2 separate regions of the Triticum aestivum genome follow, and region 2 is linked to region 1. Evidence: chromatin contacts called from public Hi-C data. All regions are on one chromosome and are shown on one strand. Each heading gives the region's core, a stretch centred on a gene start, on an enhancer-like site or on the middle of the called end of the contact. The rest is flanking DNA. Distances are from core to core; before and after follow the strand shown. Region 1 holds the start of LOC123093731 (serine carboxypeptidase-like 10). Region 2 has its middle 13 kb from the start of LOC123093732.

Region 1 (5,709 bases), core at 2,084-4,583:
TTATCAGCTTTAACTAATCCCTAGGCTTTTCTTTGCACTGGGAGAATTCTCCGCATGCCACCAAATAAGAAGCCCATGTTCCACCAACAACGAAGGGCTTATTTGGTAAATATGGTGTATGTTGTGCAGGAAACCGTTCCATCATGGCTACGATGTGATTTCAATCTACCTTACACGAATGAAATCAGCAGCACGGTCGATGATCATTTAGCCTTGATTACTAGAGGATACCGGGCTATGATATACAGGTAAGCACGCGTGCTAATATACGTTTCACCTGAATAGTCATTTGATGATGGAAATATACACTTGGGTGAACAGTCGCTTAATTAATTACAACCGTAAGCTAATAACTAGATTCGTTGTTTCATGATGCTGCAGTGGAGATCATGACAGTAAAATATCCTATGTTGACACCCAAGCATGGATCAGACGACTTAACCTGCCCATCACAGACCGTTGGCGACCATGGCATCTGGACGACCAAATTGTGGGGTAAGGACGCCGACCCAGCACAACTTATACGTTCTGGCTGTGTGCACCTCTGGTGCAGAGGCCTAGTGTGTTTATAGTGGAAAGCTGAGCAGTCGTAGTTCACATATTGATGCCTTACACGTCGCCTTTTCTTTCTCTTGTTTTGCATAGATACACAAGAACTTACTCCAACAATCTGACATACGCAACCGTGAAGGTACGTGCGCCATTAACTGCTTTCAGGTTTAACTTGAGCTTAATTACCAAAGCTAGTTAGCATCCATAACAAGTACTCCCTCTTTAACTTGATATAAGACATATTTTGACACTATGATAGTATAAAGAAACGTCTTATACTCCCTCCGTTTCTTTTTAGTCTGCATATAAGATTTGGTCAAAGTCAAACTACACAAAGTTTGACCAAATTTATATAAAAATATATGAACATCTACAATACTAAAACTAATGGTGCATCTGATAATATTGATGTTATATTGTGAATGTTTATATTTTTTAATATAAAGTTAGTCAAACTCAACAAAGCTTGACTTTGACCAAACCTTATATGCGGACTAAAAAGAAACAGAGGGAGTATTAAGTTACAAAGGGAGTAATCTAGTACTTACTTTGTCCGGAATTAGCCGACGCTCAAACTTATGTATCTAGACGTATTTTAATGCTAGATAAATATGTTTGAGCGTCAACTAATTCCGGACGGAGTAAGTAAAAAATCAATTGTGATTTGGTTAATTTAAATATGTGCGTGTAGGGCGCTGGCCACACAGCCCCGGAGTACATGCCAAGGGAGTGCCTGGCTATGATCGATAGATGGCTTTCCGGTGAGCCTCTTTGAGCGATCAACTGATGATGTGGCAGTGCAGAAGATTGCTAGCAAGGTGTGCTGTATAAGTGACAAATAAGAGAATAGACATGTATGTGTTGTATTGCGGCTTTTGAGCCGTGAGCATTCATTGAGCTTACTTGAGCTTGTGGGCAGTGGCGAAGCCACGTTCCAGTAGTGTAGTCACTTGACCACACAACATTTTGGTGAAACTCTTAATTACAAGTAAAAATTATGCCGAAGATGGTAGAAAATTTGTAAATACACATGTATTTTACATTATAAGTTTAAATTGACATCACATACTTGAACTTCTGGCACCGCCACTGCTTGTGGGGGAGCCGGTGGAAATGAATAAATAAGCTCCCACAGGAAAAAGCTCTGTTTTTCTTTTGTCCTATTCATTTCAGATTATGAGATTTGGGTGGACGTTGAGCCTATGCAAAGGCCTGTAATATAATGGTGCCAACGTATGTATGATTTCTATGTACTAGTACAAGTCAAACAAAAAGGGTTTTCTCCACATACAAAAAGGAGTTACAGTTAAAAGCTCATCCATATGCTGTATACTCCTTGGTACTCCTAGTGAAGCTATCAAAGTCGCATCAAATATCGTCGGTAGCAGCCAAGTTGCGTGCACATGTTGGTTGGTGCTATGCTGGGTCGCTGTGGATGGATGGGGTCGATCGACATGAACGCCGTGTTAGAGCATCTACTACAATCATATATGACAAATATGGCCTCTTAAATATCCACGGACGCGTCCGGGCATGGACATGGGCAGTGACCGGGCACGCCTCAAATTTCATTTGTTGCTTCGGATATCTCATACTCGATTCTTATATGCATACAAAGACATGCGAAAAAAGTAGAACCTACGTACTATGTCGATCCTAGCTACTCCTCGTCGGAGATCATGGCGATCTCCGTGCCCGACTCCGGCAGCATGGGCGGCAGCTGCAGCTCCGGCTGTTGTACTCTGGCCTCCTCCGCCTCTATCTCCGCGTTGAATTCGGCAAAGAGCGTGTCGGACCCCGCCTGCTCCCGCCGGAGGAACCCCCGGTTGGCCTTCACATAGGTCTCATCCTGGATGGACTCCAGGATGGCCTGCTGCTCGGCCATCTCGTCGGACTAGATGACGGCGAACTCCGCATCCGACTGCTCCATGTTGAAGGCTGGCACCTGCTGGTCCGGCTCCTCCGCCTCCTCCACCTCTATCGAAGTCATCTCCTTCTCCTTCTCTTCCCCCGGTTGCTCCTCCTCCTCCTCCGGCTCCGGCTCCGGCGAGCCCGGAGGCAGGCCGGCAACGATGCGGGCGGCGCGCGGCTTGCCTTGCCCGGATCTCTTGCTGGATCTCGTAGCAGTGCTCCAGCGTCAGCATGGCGTAGTAGGTGATCTTGCTCCATACCATGGCGTGGTGCCGGAGCGTGGGCAGAGCGCCGAAGCAGGAGATGGAGGAGGTGGATGGGTTAGGGTTGCGGGACGCAGTCCGGCTTAAATACTCGGATTTGGTCTTGAACGGCAAGCCGGAGCGGCGCCACGCGGCGTTCACACTGCCCCGACGGATGCGGCGTCCGTCGGACCGCCGGATTTCCGGGCGTTTTCGCATGGGACCCCGCCGTCAGACCGATGTGGCGGGCATGCCCGGGCGCTTCATAACAGCCCCATATTTAGGCTGGATATGCGGGTGTCGATCAGCCGGACGTTTGAGGCACGTTTAAGATGGCCGTCTGGGTAAAAAAAAAAGACCGGACAGTGACAGGGACGGCCCGGGTGTATGCTCTTCCGGTACGTCGGCGTCGACGTCCAGTGTGTAGCGTACTACTGCAGCTGACCCATCTTAATTAACCCAACTACATATGCATCCACCGTGGTTATGACGACGTGACAGCACTGGACCGCTCGCCAGTGACTCAGCTGTGACGCTCACCATGTAGGGAGGGTAGCACAATCCTCAACGCCGCTTCTGCCTGCCTGAATTTAAGTGATGGCGCGGGCGTCCATTTGCATAAATCCCCGGTAACTCTGCCTGCCTGCCAGTGCCAGTAGGTGTAGCGCCACTGCACAACAGGGATATTTTCACTGTTTTGACCCGTCTGATTAAGTTTAGCATGATTTGAGGGGTACGCGACGACGATGATGCTGACCTGACCTGACTCGTACAGGTAGTGCATGCATGTTTTTCATGGTCTCTCTCATGTGTTGATTCACACACGAGGGTAGGTACGCTATTCAATTCGTCTCTCGTACGTGTGTAGTACTCCACTAGCAGATGGTCAGTCCCAACATCGATCCAAACAAATCAAGTCAGCTAGTGCAAAGCTTGCCACATAGCTAAGGCGATGGAGTCAAGCTTAGCTATGGCGACGACGCCGCCGCCCCACCGGCCGCCGCTTGTGCTCTTATCCCTGCTGCTGCTCCTCCTCCATCCCTTCTTCTCCGCCGCAGCGCCGTCTATCACCACCAAAGCCGTGCCGCGGCTGCCCGGTTTCAGCGGACCCCTGCCCTTCTCCCTCGAAACAGGGTGCGTATACTATACATGTGCTCTGCTCTCTGTCTTCTTCCTCCTCCCGCTCCTCGGATGATGATGATGCAACGTCCACGTGGTGCAGGTACGTGGGGCTGGACGACGGCGCCCAACTCTTCTACTACTTCATCCAGTCGGAGAACGACCCGGAGGAGGACCCCGTCCTTCTCTGGCTCACGGGCGGGCCCGGTTGCTCCGCCCTCTCAGGCCTCGCCTACGAGATCGGCCCTTTCAACTTTGACTTCCATGGCTACATGGGAGGCCTGCCTACTCTGCTCTACCAGCCATCGTCTTGGGCAAAGGTGAAACCTTTTTCTCTGTTTTGTTATGAATTTTATGTTGCGGGGTTAGTTGATGGGAATTTTTTTGTTTTTGCCAATTTTTCTTATGCCATTCCAGGTTTTCACATTTCACTTTTGCCATTCATAGCTTTTGACAATTATCACAATTGCCATTATGTGGCAAAAGCAAAATAGTTTTATTTCATTTTTGCCACTCTTAGCTTTTGATAATTATCACAACTGTCATTCTGAAAATTTTGCTCTTGCCACGGGAATGGCAATTGTGATAATTGTCAAAAACTAAGAGTGATAAATGTGAAATGTCAAAATCTGGAGTGGCATATAGAAAATTGGCGGAATCTAGAGTGGCAAAAATCAAATTTTCCCTTTGATACAACAAAATTAAGAACCCCTCCTTCCGGCGGAGAAATTGTAGTGTGTAGTTGCGTAAAAAATATGCTCCCTCCATACCACAATGTAAGACTTCTTTTTTGCAAGCTATGTATTGTAATGTGTTGCTTCCGTATATATTGTAGGTTAGCAACATCATCTTCGTGGATTCTCCGGTAGGAACAGGCTTCTCATATGCGACCGGAGACAAGAGAACCATACAAAGTGACACAATTGTTGTTCAGCAGCTGCACATTTTCCTTGAAACGGTTGGTTACACTCTCCACCTGCTCTAATCTATATGCTTTTTCGACTAGAATGTACAAGTTAACATATCGGTACAATTTTCCAATTGTTTCCTTGTCTTCACAGTGGTTTGATGAACATCCGCAGTTCTTGCCAAATCCACTCTATATTTCAGGTGATTCATATAGCGGCTTAATCATACCTTCTCTTGCTATGAAAATTGCTAAAGGTAATTGATCAATTCCTTCACACTCTCCATCTCTATCAACACCGATTATTCTCCTTAATAGTTTATTCAAAGCCTGTGGATTTCTTTTGTGAGCATGAAGTGCGTCTTTTAACCTACATGACGCTTTCATTCTAGGGATAGAACTCGGCAATGAGCGACTCATTAATCTCAAGGTATTACTTTAATGACTTCTCTTGCAACATATTATTTTCAAGTTTCATATTTGTGTTCTTGTGATGTTTACCACTCTCTTTCCAAGACCTTTAAGATCATCTCTAGTGGTGGATCGACTCAAATCAAAAAGTAGGAACTTGGAATGGTTAATTATTTTGCTCCAGTGTAAGAACAAGCTCCAACAACTAAACATGGAGATCATATGGAATAGAAAATAAAATGTGCTCCTCCATGGTCCCTATCCCTTTGCACGGATGAAACACAAGGCGCTCTGGTGTGTCGTTTTTCTCCTCTGAACATTTAGCATTGGTAGCTGCAATTTGTGTAATCGGTTTGAAGGAGTTTTAAATTCGCTTTTGGTCAACACTAGAGATGGTCTAAGATCTACTTCTAGAGTTTCATGTCTACACAAGTCTTTGTTGCTTACATCTAAGTCAAATAATTGAACAAATAATCTTACAGAAAATGAATTGATAAGGCAGGGCCAGGTTCCCTTTGTATCAAGGCCAAGAAAGTTTTGTTTAATAACACAACATTGAAAACTGTA
Region 2 (5,709 bases), core at 1,302-3,801, 110 kb before region 1:
CCGCTCGGGACCTACGCACCACAGGGGGGCACATGGATCGACATGTAGCGACACTACTTGAAAAAAATATGAATATTTATTAAACATGTTTTTATAATTCTAAACATTTTTGTGTGGTGAACAATTATTGAAAACACCAAGTTGTTTTAAAACCTGAACTTTTTCAAAAACATGACCGAATTTTGAAATTGTGAAGAAAACAGTCAGGAAATTTCTAAAATATTCCTATAACCGGTCAAAGGAAGCTTCCATGCGCCCATTTAACTAGTTCGCTCCCTCCTCCTTTTGATATGGTGACTGTTTTAGGCAATGAGCGTATGGTGACAACTCGATGCAATGTGCCTCAAATAGGGAGCTCCTTTTTCAGCGACCTACGGGGTCGAGCATCTCCGACTACCCCCAGCACTTGTTTTAGGGGCGGTCCATGTGCGTAGCGGGACGACCCAACTTTTTCATGTCGCTTTTTCGCTTTCTGTTTTTTTCTCTTTAAAATACTACGGGGTTTCAAAAAAGTTTAATTTATGACACAAAATGTGAATTTGCGAAAAAAATATATTCAAAAAATCATAAAATATCCGTGAATTCAAAAAATGTTCATGATTAGAAAAAGTGTTTGGGAATTTTTAAAATATTTGCAGTTCAGAAATGTTCATGATTTTGAAAAACTATTTGCATATTGCAAACATGTTCATGAATTCGAAATAAAAATGTTCCAGAAATCAACAGATGTTCATGACTTTGAAAAATGTTTGTGAATTATTCATAAATGTCAAGAAAATCATAAAATATTTAAGAATTTCAAAATAATTTCATCCATTGAAAAAATTACTGGTTTAAAAAATATTCATGATTTCGATACATGTTCATGCATTTCAAAAATCTTCGTAAAAATATATTTTTGAATTCTAAAAATTATTCTCAAATTTCAAATAAAGTTCATCGATTCAAACAAATGATCACAATTTTGGAAATATGTTTGCGAATTAGTAAGTATTATTTACAAATTTAGAAAATGTTCACAATTTCACAAGACGTTTATGAATTTCTTTTAAAAAGTGTGATTTTAAAAAAATAACATTCACAAACAATGTTCGCAAATTCTAAAAATGTTCATGGTTTCCAAAAATATTCACGAATTTTAAAGATGTTCGCAGAGTTTCAAAGAAAAAAATTGAATAAAAAAAGTAGAAAGAATAGGAAAATAAAAGGAGAAAGGAAAAGAAGAAAGAAAAGATATTTTAGGGCACTCACGCACGTGCTCCCGGGAGCCGAATTGAATTTCGGTTTACAATTTCCTACATCTATGAACCAAACATGTGATATAAGTTTACGACTGTGGTTTTCGGTCACCTGTTTTGATATGTATTCCTATCAAATTTCCATGTCCATTATATCCCCGTGTTTTCAGAATCCTACCCCTCAGGCAAGGAGCCAAGGACTTTGACACAGTTGTAATAATTTTTGGGCCCGGGAGCCGAATTGAATTTCCGGTTTACAACAGTGTTTTTCCTATCATCTACTCCCTCTGTTCCCAAATATAAGTCTTTTTAAAGATTCAACAAGTGACTATATACGAAGCAAAATTAATAAATCTGTATTTTAAAATATGTCTATATACATCCATATTTTATAGTCCATTTAAAATGTCTAAAAAGACTTACATTTAGAAACGGAGGAAGTATGAACCAAACATGTAATATAAGTTTGCAACTGTGGTTTTCTATCACCTGTTTTGACATGTCTTTTCTATCCCCGTGTTTTCAGAATCCTACTACCTGCCATGCAAGGACTTTGACACAGTTGTTATAATTATGTGCGATGGATCCACATCCACCTGTACGAAATAAAATTGTCTGTGAGAGGTTACATCCCGAACAAACGGTCTACATATAAATACGTAAAGAGGACCAGATGTCGATCACGTCCATAAGTTAACCCACGTACTCCCTTCGTTCCAAAATAGATGACCCAACTTTGTACTAACGATAGTATAAAGTTGGGTCATCTATTTTGGAACGGAAGGAGTAGTTCCTTGCACTGGATCGGAATTGGTCACAGTAGCTGCAAGCTAGCTCGAGGGGTCCTTCATTAATTATGCTTTGCTGGTGATGGGTAGATCAAGCCCCTAACTAATTCCCCTACAGATGGGATGGATCGAGAATGTCGTGGTACGATTCACTGCCGCACACTACTATGCCGTGGTCTCTGATGCTAGCTATACGAGCCCAGCACGCTAATGCAAATTAAATGAAGAGATCAGCACCAGTAGTAGGTGATTATCTGGAGGAGTATGTCAAGAAACAACGAGCTGGTTTTAAAATACGTGTTGTATTGTAGGTAATACTAGAACTCTAGAAGAGATACCTCTCGCAGTCTGCGCACTGTACGTACTCTAACTGAGATGGGCAAACCAGCAGCTCACGTCATACCCATCATGTTGAGCTTTACCGGCTTGGAAGCACGTGCCGGCCGGCCGGTGCGGGTGCTCCGTCGCTGTTGTTCCGTTGCGTTTGTGCGACGATCATGTAGCAAGTGGATCGATCGGTCGACAGACTACGACAGGAACGTGTGCACCGGCGGGTGGCGGACGATGAGCGATGGGCATGGGCGGTAGGGAGGTGGCAACCTCGTGTCCTCGTCTTTCCGGCCGTCGCCGTCCATCTTCTCCGTGAAAGCCACGGGTGCGTGGTCTGTCGATCCATCCTAGCAAGCAAGGAAGCGAACTAATCCGCTGACCCGATGAGGCCTCGAAAATAAGTCGGGTCGTTATGCTGTAGAGCTAGGCTAATGGCGGAGCGTTGGTGTTATCCGAGAACTGTCTAATTCACATCTAGATGTTTTTTTCAAAATGTCACATCTAAGCTTTCATAAAAATATAATGCAGCAACAAAAAGCAAAAAAAGAAAAACACAAACAAAATGAACATCAACTTAGATGTGACATAACTATGCCACATCTAAATGTATCCTAGACAGACCCATCCGGAAATGCCAAGTACTGTGGACATGTAGCTGTTACGACGGATTCAATGGCGTCTAAACAACGGGAGTCACCGTCGGGGTTCGGCACGGGGACGAATTGCTGATGTACTTTTTCCTTCCTCGTCAGGTCACCCATTGTACTTACGCTCGGTGGCCGGCCCAGTGCCAGGAGGAGGTCCTCCCATAACGGAAGGCTTGGTTTTCCTTGGCCAGTCATGGAGAGGTAGGCGTGCACCTAGAAAAGGCCTATGAACTCTGCTTGCACGCAATTTATGCTCATCCCAGAACTGCTCCTATGGATGTTTCTTCAGACTTGAAAAACTTTCTTAAGACTATTTGGAAACAAAAAAACTTGCTTCCTCGAGTTCAAACCTTTGCTTGGAGACTTCTTAGTAGGGCTCTGCCTACGGGGATGAGAGCGGGTCCTTTTTTTCTACGATATCTCTCAGAACTATTGTAGATGTGCTCAACAAGAAGATGGTTTTCATCTTTTCTTTCTTTGTGACTTTGCTAGAGCAGTTTGGTTCTCGGCCCCTTGGTTTCTTCGATCTGACATTCTTATTCAAGGACGCTTGACAATGCATTCCATTCTTATTCACCTTGTTACTATGGGTCAGCCGCATGCTTCTTTGCAGAATGTTCTCAATTTTTTGTGGTGTATTTGGAAAGCTAAAAATGATTTTCTGTTTGATCGCAAAACGCATCTTCCATATCAAGTCCAAATTGTTGCGGCTAATATGGATTATGGCTTTCAAGAGGAGCCTTTCCATTTCCCTAATAAGAAATCCTCTAATAATAATTAACATGCATGCTTCTCACGATCTTCCTATACAGGGCCGCACTCTCAAATCTGATTTATTGATCCTTGGTACTAAGATTTTTTCGGATGCAGCGCTTCGGTCGTAAAAAATTCCAGGTCTTACACATGGACAAGTGGGGACACGTGTCGGTGTCTATTTTTATATTCCTTCAAACCAAGGTGAGATCAATATTCAAGTCAAGCTTCGGCACCTTCTACTTCTACTCCTCTTCAAGCAGAAGCTGTAGCTCTTGCCTGTGCAGCTCAGTTGGCGGCCCGCCTTAATATTCATTGTCCCACGTTTTTGACAGACATTCTTTTGCTGGCCTCTGATGTTGCCTCTTGGAACATTTCTCATTCTACTTCCCATTGAAATATTAGAAAAGAATTGGCGACCTTTGTTAAATGTACCTCTAATCTAAATCCTTAGGTGTTTCACATTTCCTGGGACTTTAATGGAATTGTTCATAACCTTGCTCAGCAGGTCTTCCAATCTATTGGAGGACCCTTTTTGACTTGTTCTGCTCATTCTCATTCATCTTCTCCATGTCCAGTGGCAAATTCTTTTTATGGTTTTCAACTTGAAGGTATCTAGCTGCATACGGTGTATTTTTTCTAAATGCAAGCAAAATTCATGCAATGTTTTATCCCTTCTTTCTAATTTCCAAATTCCTGGTATTAAGATTCACACACTGCACTGTTAATTACTTGCTCTTCGCTTCTTGGTTGTCTATTTCTTCTCTGTTCAAGATACTTTGCTTCATTTGTTCTTGTAGTATTTCAGTTGCAGGGATGGACTTCTTCAGGTGCAAGGAGACTTATTCGTGAATCTGCAGGCTAAGCCAATGATTTTGGAGCTCGGCTGGACTACTATCTGTATGTTTGAAGTTCTCTTTCTTCTTCAGAACTTGATGCAAGCTATTGGAGTCCAATTTCACTCTGAAGCTGTTGGCCCAGTTGCTCTTCATGTTGTTTCCATGGTGTATCTGTGCTCTTTGAGTAGCAGAAGGGCAGTTCATGTCACCTTCTTCTTAAGGCTGCCTTCTTTTGGTTAGTCATGTGGTTCATCAGAAGGGATTCTGCTCCCTTCATGTCTTCTCTGACTTCTATTCAGCTCATCTTTCTCAGATTCTCCAGTCTAATTATCTCTTTCTTGCAAGCAGTTTCTGTAATCATGATGTACACTGAATTTGAGCTGAATATATTGGCGCCGGTTGGTACCTTTCTCTGTTAAAAAAAGGCCATAGGCGTGTATTTTCCTTTTTTTTTAGTGGGGAAGGGCCAACCCACCCGTTCGACCATAACAGAAGTGTGGTTGCGGAACAATACAGCCCATCCGCGGCTAGGAAATAACCGAAATTACTAGCTAAGGAGTAGTCGTTGCAAAGGTCACTCCACTTTTCCAGGTTGCAACAAGTGTCGCGTTCCATATGCGCCACTTGTCGCAACCTGGGAGTTTTCTCCTTTTTCATAGATTTGTTTATTCAAAATATTTTATCTCTTAAACCGTGCTTTCAAATCTCGAACCGTTTTCATCATTGGATTCCTCACATCGAGATCTTTAAAACTAGATCCCATGTTGATAGATTTTGATGAACTTTTCTTTCCAGGAAAAAACCGGACGAAAAAACCGAAACGGGAGCACGGGTTTTCCCCTTTCCGAAAGAGGCACCGTGCCTCTCGTGGAAGCAAAACCGTGCCTCCCTCAGAATAAAAAAAACAGAAAACACGTTTTTTTTCGTTTCCGAGAGGCACGGCCGTGCCTCTCGCGAAAGCACAACCATCCCTCTCTCGAAAGCAAAACCGTTCCTCTCGTGGAAGGAAAAAAAAATAGAAAATGCGTTTTTTTCGTTTCTGAGAGTCACGGCCGTGACTCTCGCAAAAGCAAAATCGTGCCTCTCGTGGAAGCAAAACCGTGACTCTCGCAAA

What was found. Hi-C and Micro-C count contacts between places; a contact is called where the count stands out from the background.
Region 2: a contact with region 1 is called in a Hi-C map of leaf, with 2.9 times the contacts expected there. The contact joins the enhancer-like site here to the promoter of LOC123093731 in region 1. A contact is called at or near these places in 4 of 5 Hi-C or Micro-C datasets (leaf and root) and 1 of 1 datasets of contacts at active chromatin or transcription factors (leaf).

What each region holds. Positions count from the first base shown.
Region 1 is chr4B:633,265,162-633,270,870 of IWGSC CS RefSeq v2.1, reverse strand. LOC123093731 (serine carboxypeptidase-like 10) reads left to right here and starts at 3,333. Exons shown (of 14, transcript XM_044515762.1): 1 at 3,333-3,480; 2 at 3,574-3,839; 3 at 3,928-4,144; 4 at 4,660-4,782; 5 at 4,886-4,988; 6 at 5,124-5,161. The coding sequence starts at 3,658. It overlaps LOC123093730 (serine carboxypeptidase-like 1), which reads left to right. Exons shown (of 13, transcript XR_006445521.1): 10 at 130-248; 11 at 382-495; 12 at 646-691; 13 at 1,244-1,626.
Region 2 is chr4B:633,373,538-633,379,246 of IWGSC CS RefSeq v2.1, reverse strand. No RefSeq gene overlaps it. Among protein-coding and RNA genes, the nearest start is that of LOC123093732, 13 kb to the left of the region's middle. Within about 2 kb of position 2,551, at least 1 of the 8 cell types and tissues checked has an H3K27ac peak or open chromatin away from gene starts, as enhancers often do. A contact at or near this core is called in leaf, where this site is marked.